Regions from separate parts of the Rattus norvegicus genome. Here region 1 is linked to region 2. Evidence: chromatin contacts called from public Hi-C data. All regions are on one chromosome and are shown on one strand. The core of a region is the stretch at or near the end of the contact, and the rest is flanking DNA. Distances in the headings are between cores, read along the strand shown.

Region 1 (6,755 bases), core at 1,110-3,609, 130 kb after region 2:
GAGGCAGAGGTAGAAACTCCATCTGTCCAGTGGCTTTGGACTGGCTTTATCTGGATTGAGAATTCATGATCCTTTGTCTTGTGTGTGAGCTGGTACACAGGAAAGCCTCCCAGGGGCTTTGCCCAGAACTGACTGAAGAATAAGACTGCCATAGAGACTGCTAGCAGAACAGAACAGACCTTTCCCACAGGAGCACAGAAAAATCACAGCTTTAGCTAATTCAGCACTGAGTGAAGACCATCTATAGGAGAGAGGGTGGGCATGTATGTTTGTGTGTAAATATCAACGGGCAATTTGGTAAGGGAATTTGCATCTATATCTATATCATTTCATTAAACAGAAGTGTGAAATGTCCTGCAGAAGATGTTCAGTGCATAATGACACCACCTCCTGCTACAACTTCAACAATCAATACTGTGCAAACATGCTCTGGTGAGCCTCTTCTGGAAACTATGGGATGGAAATGCTCTTCAAAGGCTTTTTTCCTGAGGGAGGAAATAGGATACCTAAACTGAAGTATGGAAGGGAAGATTCCCCCAGAATCTGATGCTTTTCAGTTTTCTGGGAAACATGCCAGGGGCGTGAATGGCCCAGGGCTTTTTGACCACAGTCAGAAGCTCCATCACTGGTGCTCCGTCCTGAGAACCAAAGTGAGCACCACCCATAGCAAAGAGGAGTGGGCGGGTCCTTACCGGGGAGTGGGCGGGTCCTTACCGGAAGTCCTCCTCATGTTCACCAAGAGAGCTCACACAGTGGCAAGTTTTCTAGAGCCAAAGTTCAGGTGACAAGTCCTGGCCAGTCTAATGGGAGACACAATGACTGAAGCAGGCTCAGGGGCTACTGCCACGGGAGGAAACTGAATAGGGCTGTGAAAGGAAGCTCTGGGAGGCAAGGCTGACAGACAAGGAAAGAAATGAGAAAAACCCACAGAAAGAGAGAAGGAAGGGAAAGATGCCAAGAGTGTATCAGGTCGGAGTGCCCAGGGATGGGAGCTAAGGAGCCTCACAGATCATTCTCAGTCCGGATAACCCAGAGCGAACAACTTTTAAGGAGGCTGTGTAGTTGGGGTACAGGGTTGTCTAAGTAGAGATCTCAATACAGAATCAGCCACAGCCTCACTGGGCATGGAGACTGCAATGTGTCTGCAACTTCTTTGATTTTACAGGTCAATCAAAATTGCCCCCTGTCTGTCCACTCCTGGTGTGTGTTCTGTGGTTTGTAGAAAGACTAAAGGCTTGAATCCTCCTTATCCGTGGAGTAAATAATATCCAAGATGTTTAAGTGTGGATGGGAGGGGAAAGGGGGATGGAGAAGGGGAGGAGGAGAGAGGAGGGGAGGAGGAGGGGAAAGGTGGAGGGAGGGAGAGACAGACAGAGTGAGAGAGACTAAGTTTTTCTCCTCCCCTGTTGCTCTGGGAGCCTGGCACTCCTGTGCTCCAGGATGAGCATTCAAAGTCAGGCTGTGAGCTGATGGGAGAGTCTACCCATTTCAGGATTTCACCCATGGTGTCAGAAGAGTCAGAGATCCTGGAACAGACACAGTTGGCTGAATTCATCAAAAGTGTTCTGTGAACACTCTTGGGAAGCAGTCTCAGAAAACTTGTAACCCCAAACTGTCAAATTACATCATCAAAGCAAACAGCTCCAGAGGCTGCACCAGCTTCCCAGTGCCTCAGCTCCTCACAGTCTGTTGGCTAATTTCAGCTCATTTTCACACCCATGTTATGGCTCAGCAGAGCATCACGGCTGCATATTTTAAAGACATATTTTAATCCAATACCTTGCTCCATTTAATATTACACACCAGACACCAAAACATCCCAAAACAGCTCATTGATTTTTAAAAACAACTCTGGCACAGACGGGTAGCATTCGGCTCATAAAACTGCTCAGTTTTCATTATCACGACAATAATAGCCCCGATGCCCAAACAAATAAACCCGATAAGGAAGACAAAAATCTCAGAAACTTACTGAAGGGAAATGCGAAGCAAGGGCTCCAGAAGCACCATTTATTCGCTGGCACTGTTTAGAATAAAGTGAGTCACCTCCCCCCCCTCCCCCTGCTCTCCAACACCTTTCAAGAGTTTAACTGTTTGCTGTCCGTGAGCACAACCGAAGGCTGCTCTCAGCGGGAGTTTAAGACCTCGGCTCGATCGTCTTGCCAAACACCACGGTCACGTGACCGCGATGGCTGCTCCTCTCTTACTGTTGTGCACCCAGCCCCCGCAGGGCGGTACCAGTTATATTTGGTCACCTGGCTATGTCACTGTATAACGGAGGAAATGCAATATTCCCAAGCTTGCAGTATGCCTAAGCTATTCTGTTAGATGCTCACTGTGACTGGAGCTGTCAGCAACAGTTAATGCTTTGCTTTTAAACCAGAAGGAGGTGAATCAGAGAGCTGCATCATCAAAAAGGGTCCTCTCCACCCACAGCTCTGGGCTTCTGACTCCTTCTCTTAAGATTTTCAATCTTATTTCTCAGTTTTGCTTTCATTTAGTTCTTGTGCGTGTGTGTGTGTGTGTGTGTGTGTGTGTGTGTGTGTGTGTGTGTTTTCCAATTTCCATTGGGCTTTAGTCTTTACTATTGATTTATGGAATAAGTCTTAGCGTCTTGATTCTAGATACTGGAGATGGTTATCTCGGAGGTCCCTTCTGCTCCTGAAGGGAGGAGATAGCCATCAAGCGTCGCCATCAGGTGCTCTCCATATTACTGTTACTGTTGCAGGTCGATTGCCACTAACCTATTAAATGTTAGTCATCAGTTATGAACGCACTATTTTATTATATGTTATTTTATTATTTCTGACGGGTGCGACTGTGGCATATTTTCCTTGAGGTTAAGCAACAGCTGTTTAATTGGACACTAAGCCCTTCTCAGTCAGAAGGAATTTGTGCTTGGTGTTCTAAACCTCTCTGTGGATGTAGAGGTCATACACCCTAGAGGAGAACCTACCACTGCTATTTTTCTTAAGCAATACAAATATTAACCGTATTCTAAATACTTCTTATGGCTACAGATGAGTGTAGTTCTCATGCTTCTTAAAGAAGCTCCCTTTTTTGTCCAACGGAGGTTACTAGAGGGATCCAAAGCTGGTCAAAATGCTGACCAGGAGGCACCCAGTTTTGATGCACTATGTACAGCCATAAGTTCTGGGAACATCCTCGAGGAAGGGATGTAAATCAGAGGACTAGGCTGTTGGCTGCTGGACAGTACCTTCAAGACAGGATTGCCACTCCCTGAGGTTGCAACAATATGGCTGCCTAAAGGAGACTTACATAATGACAACGGCAGATGATATGCTGGCAGGGAGAGGGGACATTTCATAAGGATCCACTCCTAGATAAAGAGATATAAGCATCAAACGGCTGCTGAGGAACAGAGAACCAGTTCTTTCCAGAAATCAGTCCCCTTGTCTTTTATCCAATTCCAAGGGGTCAGCCCCCAAAAACTGGTCATAGGAACAATACCAAATGACTTTAGATGCGTGTGTGTGTGTGTGTGTGTGTGTGTGTGTGTGTGTGCAACAATAGTAATTAAGATGTCATGAATATGAAAGACAGTTGTGTGGATGCACAGGAGAAATCAGAGGGGAAATTGTGTAAACGTAGTATGTGTATGAAATTCTCAGACAATTAAAAAATAAATCCACTAAATTGTATTTTGTTTTTCGAGACAGGGTTTCTCTTTGTATTCCTATACATTCTTTACTTTAAAAAGTTTATTTATTTTATTTTATGTGTTTGGGTGTTTTGGTTGTAGGCACGTGCATGCATCACGTGCATACCTTGTGTCCTTGGGGTTCAGAGTTGAGTGTCAGAGCCCTTGGAAGTGGAGTTACAGATTGTGAGTCACCATATGGGAACTGAATCTGGGTCCTCTGCAAGAGCCAACAGACCCCTGAGATACCTCTCTAGTCCCAAACTTACCTTTTTTTAAAATTTTTAATCAGTGAACTTAAGCTTTTATTGGTTATTTTATTTATTTACCTTTCAAATGTTGTCCCTTCTTCTAGATCTCCCCTCCACAAACCCCCCATCCCAGTGTCCCTCCCCTCTGCCTCTAAGAAGGAGCTTCCCCCAACCACACACCCACTCGTGCCTCACCCATCTAGCATCCCCCTATGCTGGGGCAACACGCCTCCACAGGACCAAGGGCCTCTCTCCCATTGATGCCAGATAAGGCAGTCCTCTGATATATATGTAGCTGGAGCCATGGACCCATCCTTGTATACTCCTTGGTTGGTGGTTTCATCCCTGGGAGGTCTGAGAAGTCTGATTAGTTGATATTGTTGTTTTTCCTATGGGGTTGCAATCCCCTTCAGCTCCTTCAGTCCTTCCCCTAACTCTTCCATTGGGATCCCTGTGCTCAGTATAAGGGTTGGCTGTGAGTATCTATATCTGTATTAGTCAGGTGCTAGAAGATCCTCTTGGAGAACAGCTAACCAGGCTCAGGTCAGGAAAATGAATAGACAGATGTAGGAGGGAGGGTAGAGAATGGGTTTGGGGGACGATTAGAAAGTCCCAGATGCCAGGGAAGCAAGAGATTTCCAGGACCCAACTGGGATGACATTAGCTGAAATGCCCAACAAAGGGGAGAGAGAACCTGTAGAGACCACTGTATTTTTTTTTTAAGGCAGAATCTTTCATCTGAACCTGTAGCTCACTGACTTGGCTAGAATGTCTAGATAGCAAGATTCAGAGATTTTCCTGTCTCTGGATCCCTAGTATTAAGATTAGAGACAAAAGTGTATTAATGCACCAGCACTTATGTGAATCCCGGTGATGTAAACCTGGACTCGTGCATATAAGTCAAGCAGTTTGCCCACTGAGCCATCTCCTCAGCTTCTACCCTTTAGTTATTAACTTGTAGTTTGATTCACTTATGGTCAGAGAACATTTAGCGTGCTAATTTTGTTAAGGCTTGTTTCATGAGGGGAGGTCTATCTTCACAACCATTCCATGCACAGTTGACTGATGCCTGGCTTGACAGACAACAAAACAACCAAGCCAGCAGGTGACATTGACAGGATAAGATGTGATTTTGAAGTCTGTGTGGATGAATCTGTCCATTTAATCTGTTACCAATGATCCCAGACCAGAGTATGAAATTAGTTACATTTCTGTTTTAAAATCATGTCAGCCATCAATTTAAGAAAACGCTTCAAAAATATAAACGTATGGTGTATTTAAAGATTATGAAAACACATGCAAACATACATTATATGTTATGACACCCGTATTGTGTGAGAGAGACAGAAACGTTGGGAAAGAGAGTGGGTGCATGTAGGCTACAATGCATTTATGGAAGTCAGAAGGCTGGTTCTCTCTTTCCGACATGTAGGGCATGGGAATTGGACTCTAGCCAACAATGCCTCAGTCAGCCAAGTCATCTCACCAGCCGCCCTATTTAAGATTATTGTAAAACAATTTAACTATTTCAATGCCCCCTTGCCTGATCCTTGCATCTACCACTATAGCTATTTATTACCTTACACAATGTGACAGATGCCTACAACAGATTTAGCATGTAATCGAGCAGGGCAGGAGTACCCCTACCATCCCAGAGGTAGATATTAGCTTTTATTTTCAAGTAATATGTGCGATAGATCTGTTTACTAGGTATGATAGGGTCCCCTATGTATTAAAACCACAGAAATATGTTGTCTTGCAATCTGTGTGTCAAAGTCAGAATGGGTCTTTTTAAAAGATTCTTCTCTTTATTTTTGTTATTCTTTAAAATTAATGTGCTTTCTGAAACGTTCATACATGTATACAATGTATTTTGACCATATTCAACTCCCACTCAATTTACCCCAGAGATCCACAGTAACATACCTCCTTCCCAACTTCATGTCCTCTCTTTTAAGTTGTAAACATCATCATCATCATCATCACCACTACCACCACCACCACCACCACCACTACCATCATCATCATCATCACCACCATTCCTCCTATATCATTATCATTACCATTATCATTATTACCATTAAACCGACGAACCTAATTAGTGTTGACTACATGGATGGTGCACATATGCACATGAACATGCTATATGAAGCATCACCATCTAGGAACCTCCTGCACCAGGTTTGCGATGCCCCCAACCTTCAATAAATAACTTATTGCCTGGGTAGTTGCTAACGCAGAGGTGTGCTGAGAATAAGAAAAATAAGCAGCTGAGAGAACTACATGGGACATCCAACATGGGACATCTGTGTTAACCTGCCCACCATATCCCTAAGGGGACAGAAAAACCTGTAAGAGTTTGAGAACCGGGGAGGTTATAAGACGCTGTCTTCTGGGCAGGATTTTCATACCCATGAGCTTAGAGCAGCCATGGCTACCTGCAACCTGCACACTTGCACAAAATTAAGCCAGTTAAGAACTCCATCATGGATGAAGGTGGAGGAGCTACTGAGCTCCCACCCTTAGCTGAGATGCTTTTAGCAGTTGATAAAGCAGTTGATGGCTGCTGGGGGAGGGACAGTCGCTTTCCGCATCGGTGGAATTATTGTTGTAAAAGTAGCTTTTATTTGCCAGATATAATTGTTGTCTTGGAGAGTTGCAGTTGAATAAATCCACCCTTTCTAGCTCTTTCTGAACTCTGGCTGGCTGGTTCAACTCAGTCATTCTGGCCCAAAATTCTCTCCAAGCTGACTGACTCAAACTGGAGTCTCTTGGCTTCTGAGCAAATTGCTCTGATTGGCTACAAACTAAACTCTGGCCATCTAATCTTCTGGCTCCTCATT
Region 2 (7,464 bases), core at 4,648-7,147:
TAATTCGTCCCAGTTTGGGGGCACTTTAGGCTAAAGGGATCATTAAAAAAAAAAAAACCCCAACACCTCGTAAAAAAAATTGGTACTAGGAGTAGTGTGCATTTTTCTTATCCATAAGACATCTCAAAGTAGGACAAATTCTGTTTTACTTACTTACTTACTTTCTTTTTTTTTTTTTTAAAGATTTATTTACTTATTTTATATGAGTACACTGTAGCTGTCTTCAGACTCACCAGAAGAGGGCATCAGATCCCATTACAGATGGTTGTGAGCCACCATGTGGTTGCTGGGAATTGAACTCAGGACCTCTGGAAGAGCAGTCAGTGCTCTTAACCACTGAGCCACCTCTCCAACCCTCTGTTTTACTTTTTAATGATTATCACAAATGTATTTCGTGAAACTTTATCTTGTTAGAGTCTCCACAGATGATGCCTGATGTGTGCCCTTCTGGGAAATAAAACACACACACACACACACACACACACACACACACACACACACACAGATATACACACAGAGAGACACACATGCAGACACACACATAGGCGCACACACAGGCACACACACATACACAAAAACATACACAGACATATATGCACACACACAGACACACACCGACACATACAGACACACACACACAGGCACACACACACATACACACACAGATATACACACACAGAGACACACATACAGACACACACACAGGCACACACAGGCTCACACACATACACAAAAACATACACAGACATATATGCACACACACAGACACACACCGACACATACAGACACACACACACACACACAAGCACACACACACATAAACACACATGCACAGACACACACACACAGACACACACTCACACACACAGAAACACACACACAATTCACACAATACACACACACCCCTTTGTTTAACCCATTGGCTATTTAATTTTTTTTGTTATTATTTTTGAGATAAGGTCTCACCGAATTGCCTCAGCTGGTCTGGAACTCACTATGTAGTCAGGCTGTGCCCAAGCTCACAGAGATCTGCCTGCTTCTGTCTCCTGAGTTCCGAGATGAAAGTCATGAGCCCCAGCTCTAGGCTCAGTTTCCAAATTATACTCAAGTTTAGAATCTCTCATTTAGGGATATCTATTCACTGTGCTGCTGAGCGTGGCATACACAGTATAAATTTCTATAGGGTCTGTTAGAAACCAACCCCAGCGCCATCTTGTTTCTCTTCCTTCCTAGATATTGCTGTTTGCCAAAAGAAAATATATATAGGAGAGGCTAAAAGTCTCATCTCTTCTTGTAATTTGAGCTCAATAAAGACGCAGATATTAAGAGAAACCTCAGAATTTGACAATAATTCACAGGGGTCAGTGTTAAGCCCTAAACCTAGGCTAGGGTTTGTTGTTTGTTTGTTTGTTTATTTATTTATTTATTTATTTATTTAGACATCTGAAGCACAGCTTAAGAAGTTTCTTTCTTTCCTGGCCAAGGAGAAGAACTTTCTTTCAGGACTGGCTGACACAGGCAAGGCAGATTCTTTGGGGAGAGGCCAGCTGAGTGACAGGAAGCATATTTTTCCATCCCAGACTTTGGCCTTCAGCACTGTGGCCACCCAAGCCTCAAGCACCAGGAATCCTACTCTTTGCAAAACCCATGACTGTGCTCAGAGGAAAATCAGGGCTACCTTTCCAGCTGGCATCAGCTTCGTCTCTGCTGTAGATCTCAGTTGCCCAACACTGCTCTCCCTGTGAGGGACTAGGCCAGGCTACTGGAGCAGCAGCAATTTGAAGACCATGCCTACTCAGGAGTCTCCTAGTTTCCTTGGCTCACACCCTCCTCTTATGTGGTGGCCTCAGGGCCATAGATTCTATTTCTATTCACTAGATGATGAGAACAGAATTTCACTCCTCCTCCCCTTCTTCCTCCTCCCCTTCCTCTTCTGCTTTCTCCTCTGCTCCCTCCTCTGTTTCTGCTTCCATTTCCATACCAGGGTTGACTCCAAGGCCTTGTGCATGGCAGACAAGTCCCCTGATAACGGTGCTACATCCCCAGCCCACTTTCTTCTTGACATTCATACTTGGCTGGTTCTGCGTCTCCTAGTTCCTAAGTCACACTCAAGCATGTCCTGAAAACGTCCCCATTGGGTACAGCATGACCTCAAACATATTTCTCTTCAATGGAGATTATCCACCAGAATTCTTTAAAACCTAATCCCCAGCAGTGAGTAATCTGGTCCAGGATACTTTCTATCTTTTTTTTTCTCTATCTTTATTAACTTGGGTATTTCTTATTTATATTTCTTTTTTTCCATCTTATTGATTTGAGTATTTCTTATTTACATTTTGATTGTTATTCCCCATCCCGGTTTCACGGCCAACATCCCCCCTAGCCCCTGCCCCTCCCCTTCTCTATTGGTGTTCCCCTCCCCATCCTCCCCCCATTACCACCCTCTCCCCCAACAATCACGTTCACTGGGGATTCAGTCTTGGCAGGACCAAGGGCTTCCCCTTCCACTGGTGCTCTTACTAGGATATTCATTGCTACCTATGAGGTCAGAGTCCACGGTCAGTCCATGTATAGTCTTTAGGTAGTGGCTCAGTCCCTGGAAGCTCTGGTTGCTTGGCATTGTTGTTCATAAGGGGTCTCGAGCCCCTTCAAGCTCTTCCAGTTCTTTCTCTGATTCCTTCAACGGGGTCCTAGTCTCAGTTCAGTGGTTTCCTGCTGGCATTCGCCTCTGTATTTGCTGTATTCTGGCTGTGTCTCTCAGGAGCGATCTACACAGGATTCTTTCTTGGTCCGTGATAGTCAATATGGATTGTGGATTGATGTCTATATGCAGGGGAAGACAGGCACAAGATAAGGCAAGGCCTGTGACTGGGCAGTGAAAAAGTAAGGAGGGAGAAGAGTTTTGAAGAAAGGAGAGAGGGAGGGAGGGAGGAAGAAGAACCAAGACGGAGGCAGAGAAGGATAACCCAGGTCTGTGTGGCCTTAAAGGATGGATTATTACAGGGCAATTTGTCTTATCTAGGTGGGCAGTTTATATCCATATTAATTGGCTCTGAGTTTATTGTGTGGACGTTTTGTGGGGTGAGAGTTTACTGATAGAAATCTGATTGATAAATTACAAGCTTACTGAGTTCTGATTTTAACAGGTTACTGGAAGTTGTTGACTATAACCACAGCGGGTGAGACGCTGGGAATGTGAGCAGGGTTTCACAGCAGAGAGTCACAAAAGGGCAGCTGCTGCCTGGGGCCAATGTGGGGCTAGCCATGGAGGCGGAGAGATAGCAGGGCCCAGAGAGTAGCCAGTGGCAGCATGGGCTGGAGACTGGGAACTTAGCCAGGTGGGTTGAGACGTTTTGCTGACTGAGACGAAAATACCCCGCAGGTGCCATGTGGCCCTAGGGTGCTGGCGATAGCGTGGGATGATGTCTCGATTTCTATTTTTATTATTTACCACAGCAAAGAATCATATCAGCTGTTTGACAATGATCTAGTCCTGGCTCTTACCCTGGAGTGTGAGACACGTAGTTAGCTCTTATGGTGATAAAACACGAAAGTTTGATACATGGAGTCTGGGTCAGACTGTCTTTCATTCCCTTTCTTTTTTTCTTTATTATTTTATTTACATTTCAAATGTTATCCCCTTTCCCACATTTCCCTCCACAAACCCCCATCTCATCCCCCTCTTCCCTGTTTTTATGAGGCTGCTCCCCCACCCACCCATCCACCTACCCACTCCCATCTCACCGCCCTAGCATTCTCCTATGTTGGGGCATTGACCCTTCACAGGACCAAGGGGCTCCCCTCCCATTGATTCCAGGTAAGGCCATCCTCTGCTACATATGCAGCTGGAGCCATGGGTCACTCCGTGTGTACTCTCTGGTTGGTGGTTTAGTCCCTGGGAACTGTGAGGGGTTTTGTTGGTTGGTATTATTGTTCTTCCTATGGGGTTGCAAACCTCTTTATCTACCTTAGTCCGTTCTCTAACTCCTCCATTGGGGTCTCCATGCTCAGTCCGATGGTTGGCTACAAGCATCCGCATCTGTATTTGTCAGGCTGTGGCAAAGCCTCTCAGGAGACAGCTGTATCAGGCTCCTGTCAGCAAGCACTTCTTGGCATCAGCAGTAGTGTCTGGGTTTGGTGGCTGCATACAGGATGGATCCCCAGTTGGGCAGTCTCTGGATGGCTTTCCAGGTGTGGGAAGAGATTGGGGAGATGTACAGAGGTGTGTAGCAATGGGGTATGGGGAACTGGGGGGTAGCCACAAGAAAGTCCCAGATGCCCGGAAAGCAAGAGGCTCCCAGGACCCAACGGAGATGAGATTAGCTGAAATATCCAACAAAGGGGAGAGAGAACCTGTAGAGACCATATCCAGTGTTTAGGCATAGCCCCCGGTTGAGGGATGGGGCCACCCATGCATCTCAAAAATTTTACCCAGAATTGCTCCTGTCTAAAGGAAATACAGGGACGAAGAAGAGTGGAGCAGAGACTGAAGGAAAGGCGTTCCCATTCTTATGTCTGCTGTTTAGTGCTAAGTGACTCTTAAGTTATTCTAAGTTTCCTTAGTGTGACTAAAACAAAATAGCATATACAATAGCGTGTTGCAGTAAGAATACAAAGCAATGTTTTCTATCAGTTCCCTGGAGCTGAATCCGCTCACTCTGGCTGCTACTCTACCACGCTGTCCGCAAACTGCACTCTCCCAGCTCGCTGTCTCCCTTTAACCTCCCTCTCATCGAGGTCTGTCCCTTAGGTGGTAGTTACCACACCTGGCGCGCGCGCGTGCGCACACACACACACACACACATGCACCTCGCTCTGTGGGCCCTGTGCATTCTCACTCTGCACAAACAGAACCAGATCCGCACGCTCCAACTGCCTCTCAGCCATTTCTTTCACACACTGTCCTCTTTAGCCCGGTGACATCAACGTTCCAGAAACTTGTAATTTAGCAGTTAGATTTACATGTTAAATTCCTAATCCGCAAGACATCCACACAACAAATTCACTGCAAATTAATAAAGATTTAAACTGCCCACCAGGCAAGACAAAATCAAACCGGGCCACCTGGATCTGGATCATCCTGCTCTGTTGTCTCCATCTTGATTTTTTTTCTGCTCTTCTTCCTCCTCTCTCCTTCCTAGACTCCCCCCGCCCCTTACTCTTTCTTCTCATCCAATGATAGGCTACGCCTTATCCTGGACCCGCCTTGTTGCGTAATGACATCATCCTACAATAGCGTAGCGTGGCAGTATAAGGCTTTTGTAAAGAGCTAAGTCTAATATAAATGATTCTCAGCGTTAGATGTGGCACAGTCCTGGCAAACATACTTTAAGGTGAAAATGTAACCAGTATAATTCACCTGCCCAGCACACAGCTTAATTAGGGCAGTCGTCAGGCTATTAACCCACAGAGGGAGAAAAGTCAGGGCAAAGTTTGCCTTTATATTGAAAGTGTTGAGTATCTCATGCAGCTTACTGAGTATTATTTTGAAAGTGGAGACAGTGGAACTGTGGAATAGATCTGCTTCTGCCTAGCAAGGATTTGGAAAATCCTAAATCAACTGAACCTAGGTCATGGATCACCTGTACTGAACTCACAGAGGGTGGGTGCTTGGTGCTAAAAGGAAGCTTTCAACAAATAATAATGCATAAGAAGAGGCGTCCAAGAAAGATAAAGGACTACTGTTTTCTCGTCCCACAAGCTCTAACACCCAAGAGATTCCACGGCTCCTCAGAAACCGTGCATTGCTCAATGGTTTAGTGCTCTTTCTCTTGCTCTGATAGATCCTACCACTTAAGCCATCTTCCTTCCCAAGTTGCTTTTGGCCATGGTGTTTCAGCACAGCAACTGAAACCCTAACTAAGGCCCTGAGTCATGCGGCAACTCTATTTTTAGTTTCTGAAGAACCCCGGTGCAGACTTCCAGAGTGGCTGCACCAGTTGACGTTTCCCCAGAAGTGATAAGGGATCCGCCATTGCCAACATCTGTTGTCATCCGCCCCCCGCCTCCCACGCCCCATACTTGAATTTGTTAATTGAACTATTTGGCTTGTCAAATGTTATATTAATAACAGTCATATCTAGCTATACCTTTATTAGTTAATATAAAAGATTCTGAGTGTTCCCTCTCTCTCCATATATATATATATATATATATATATATATATATATATATATATATATATGAGCAGCTTAGTCTTAATCCACATTTTGTACTCACATACTTTCACATAGAATCAATGTCTATAGATCACTCTAAATTCAATATTTTAACGCCTTAGCAACCATCATGATTATTGGCTTACCTTCAGTTTCACTTAGCTTCCATCTCCAGCTAGCTATATTATTATTATTATTATTATTATTACTACTACTACTACTACTACTACTACTATTATTTTTACTTATTCACTTTACATCCTGATCACTGCCACCCTCCCAGTCACTCCTTCCCACAGTCCTTCTCCCATCCCCTTTTCCCTTCTCCTCTGAGCAGTTGGGGCCATTCCCTGAGTATCCCCTACCCTGGCACATCAAGTCTTTTCAAGGCTAGACACATCCTCTCCCACGGAGACCAGACAAGGAAGTCCAGCTAGAAAAACACATCTCACATACAGTTTTGGGGATATCCCCCTCTCCAGTTGGTCAGGACCCACATGAAGACCAAGCTGCACATCTGTTACCTATGTGCGGGGAGGCCTAGGTCCAGCCTGTGTATGTTCTTTGGTTGGTGGTTCAGTCTCTGAGAGCCCCAAGGGTCCAAGTTAGTTGACATGGTTGGTCTGTCTGTGGACTTCCTACCTCTTCCGGGGCCCACAATCCTTCCTCCTGTTCTTCTCTAAATGTCCCCAAGCCCTATTCACTGCTATGGCTGTGGGTGTCTGCATTCTGTATGAGTCAGCTGCTAGGTGGCCTTTCAGAGGACAGCCATGCTAGACTGCTGAGACACCAACCCACCCGCAAAAGATTCGACCCAAAATTTATCCTGTCTATCTATAAGAAATATGGGGACAGGGGATGGAGAGAATGACCAACCAATAGCCAGCCCAACCTGAGACCCATCCCACTGGCAAGCACTAATCCCTGACCCTACTAGTGACATTGGTTTCTTGATGACAGTCATTTGGCAGGAGTGAGGTGAACTCTCAAAGCTGTTCCAATTTGTACTTCCCTGATGACTAAGGGTGTTGAGCGCTTTCTCGAGCATTTATTACTTCTTTGTGTTTCCTCTTTTTTTCTTCCATTTTTATTAAATTGGGTATTATTTACATTTCAAATGTTATTCCCTTTCCTGGTTTCCTGTCCATCAGCCCCCTTACCCCTCCTCCTCCCTTTCTATACGGGTATTCCCCTCCCCCACCCCCCGTTACTGCTCCCCCCAACAATCCCCTATACTGGGGGTCCAGCCTTGGCAGGACCAAGGGCCTCCCATTCCACTAGTGCCCCAACAAGGCTATTCACTGCT

The links. Hi-C and Micro-C count contacts between places; a contact is called where the count stands out from the background.
Region 1: a contact with region 2 is called in a Hi-C map of the A7r5 cell line, with 1.7 times the contacts expected there. The contact joins the promoter of Abca8 here to the enhancer-like site in region 2. A contact is called at or near these places in 2 of 12 Hi-C or Micro-C datasets (the A7r5 cell line and psoas muscle).

What each region holds. Positions count from the first base shown.
Region 1 is chr10:95,488,288-95,495,042 of GRCr8, forward strand. Abca8 (ATP binding cassette subfamily A member 8) reads right to left here and starts at 2,360. Exons shown (of 39, transcript XM_039087437.2): 1 at 1,973-2,360.
Region 2 is chr10:95,358,679-95,366,142 of GRCr8, forward strand. No RefSeq gene overlaps it. Among named protein-coding and RNA genes, the nearest start is that of 1700012B07Rkl, 58 kb to the left of the region's middle. Within about 2 kb of position 5,898, at least 7 of the 93 cell types and tissues checked have an H3K27ac peak or open chromatin away from gene starts, as enhancers often do. A contact at or near this core is called in the A7r5 cell line, where this site is marked.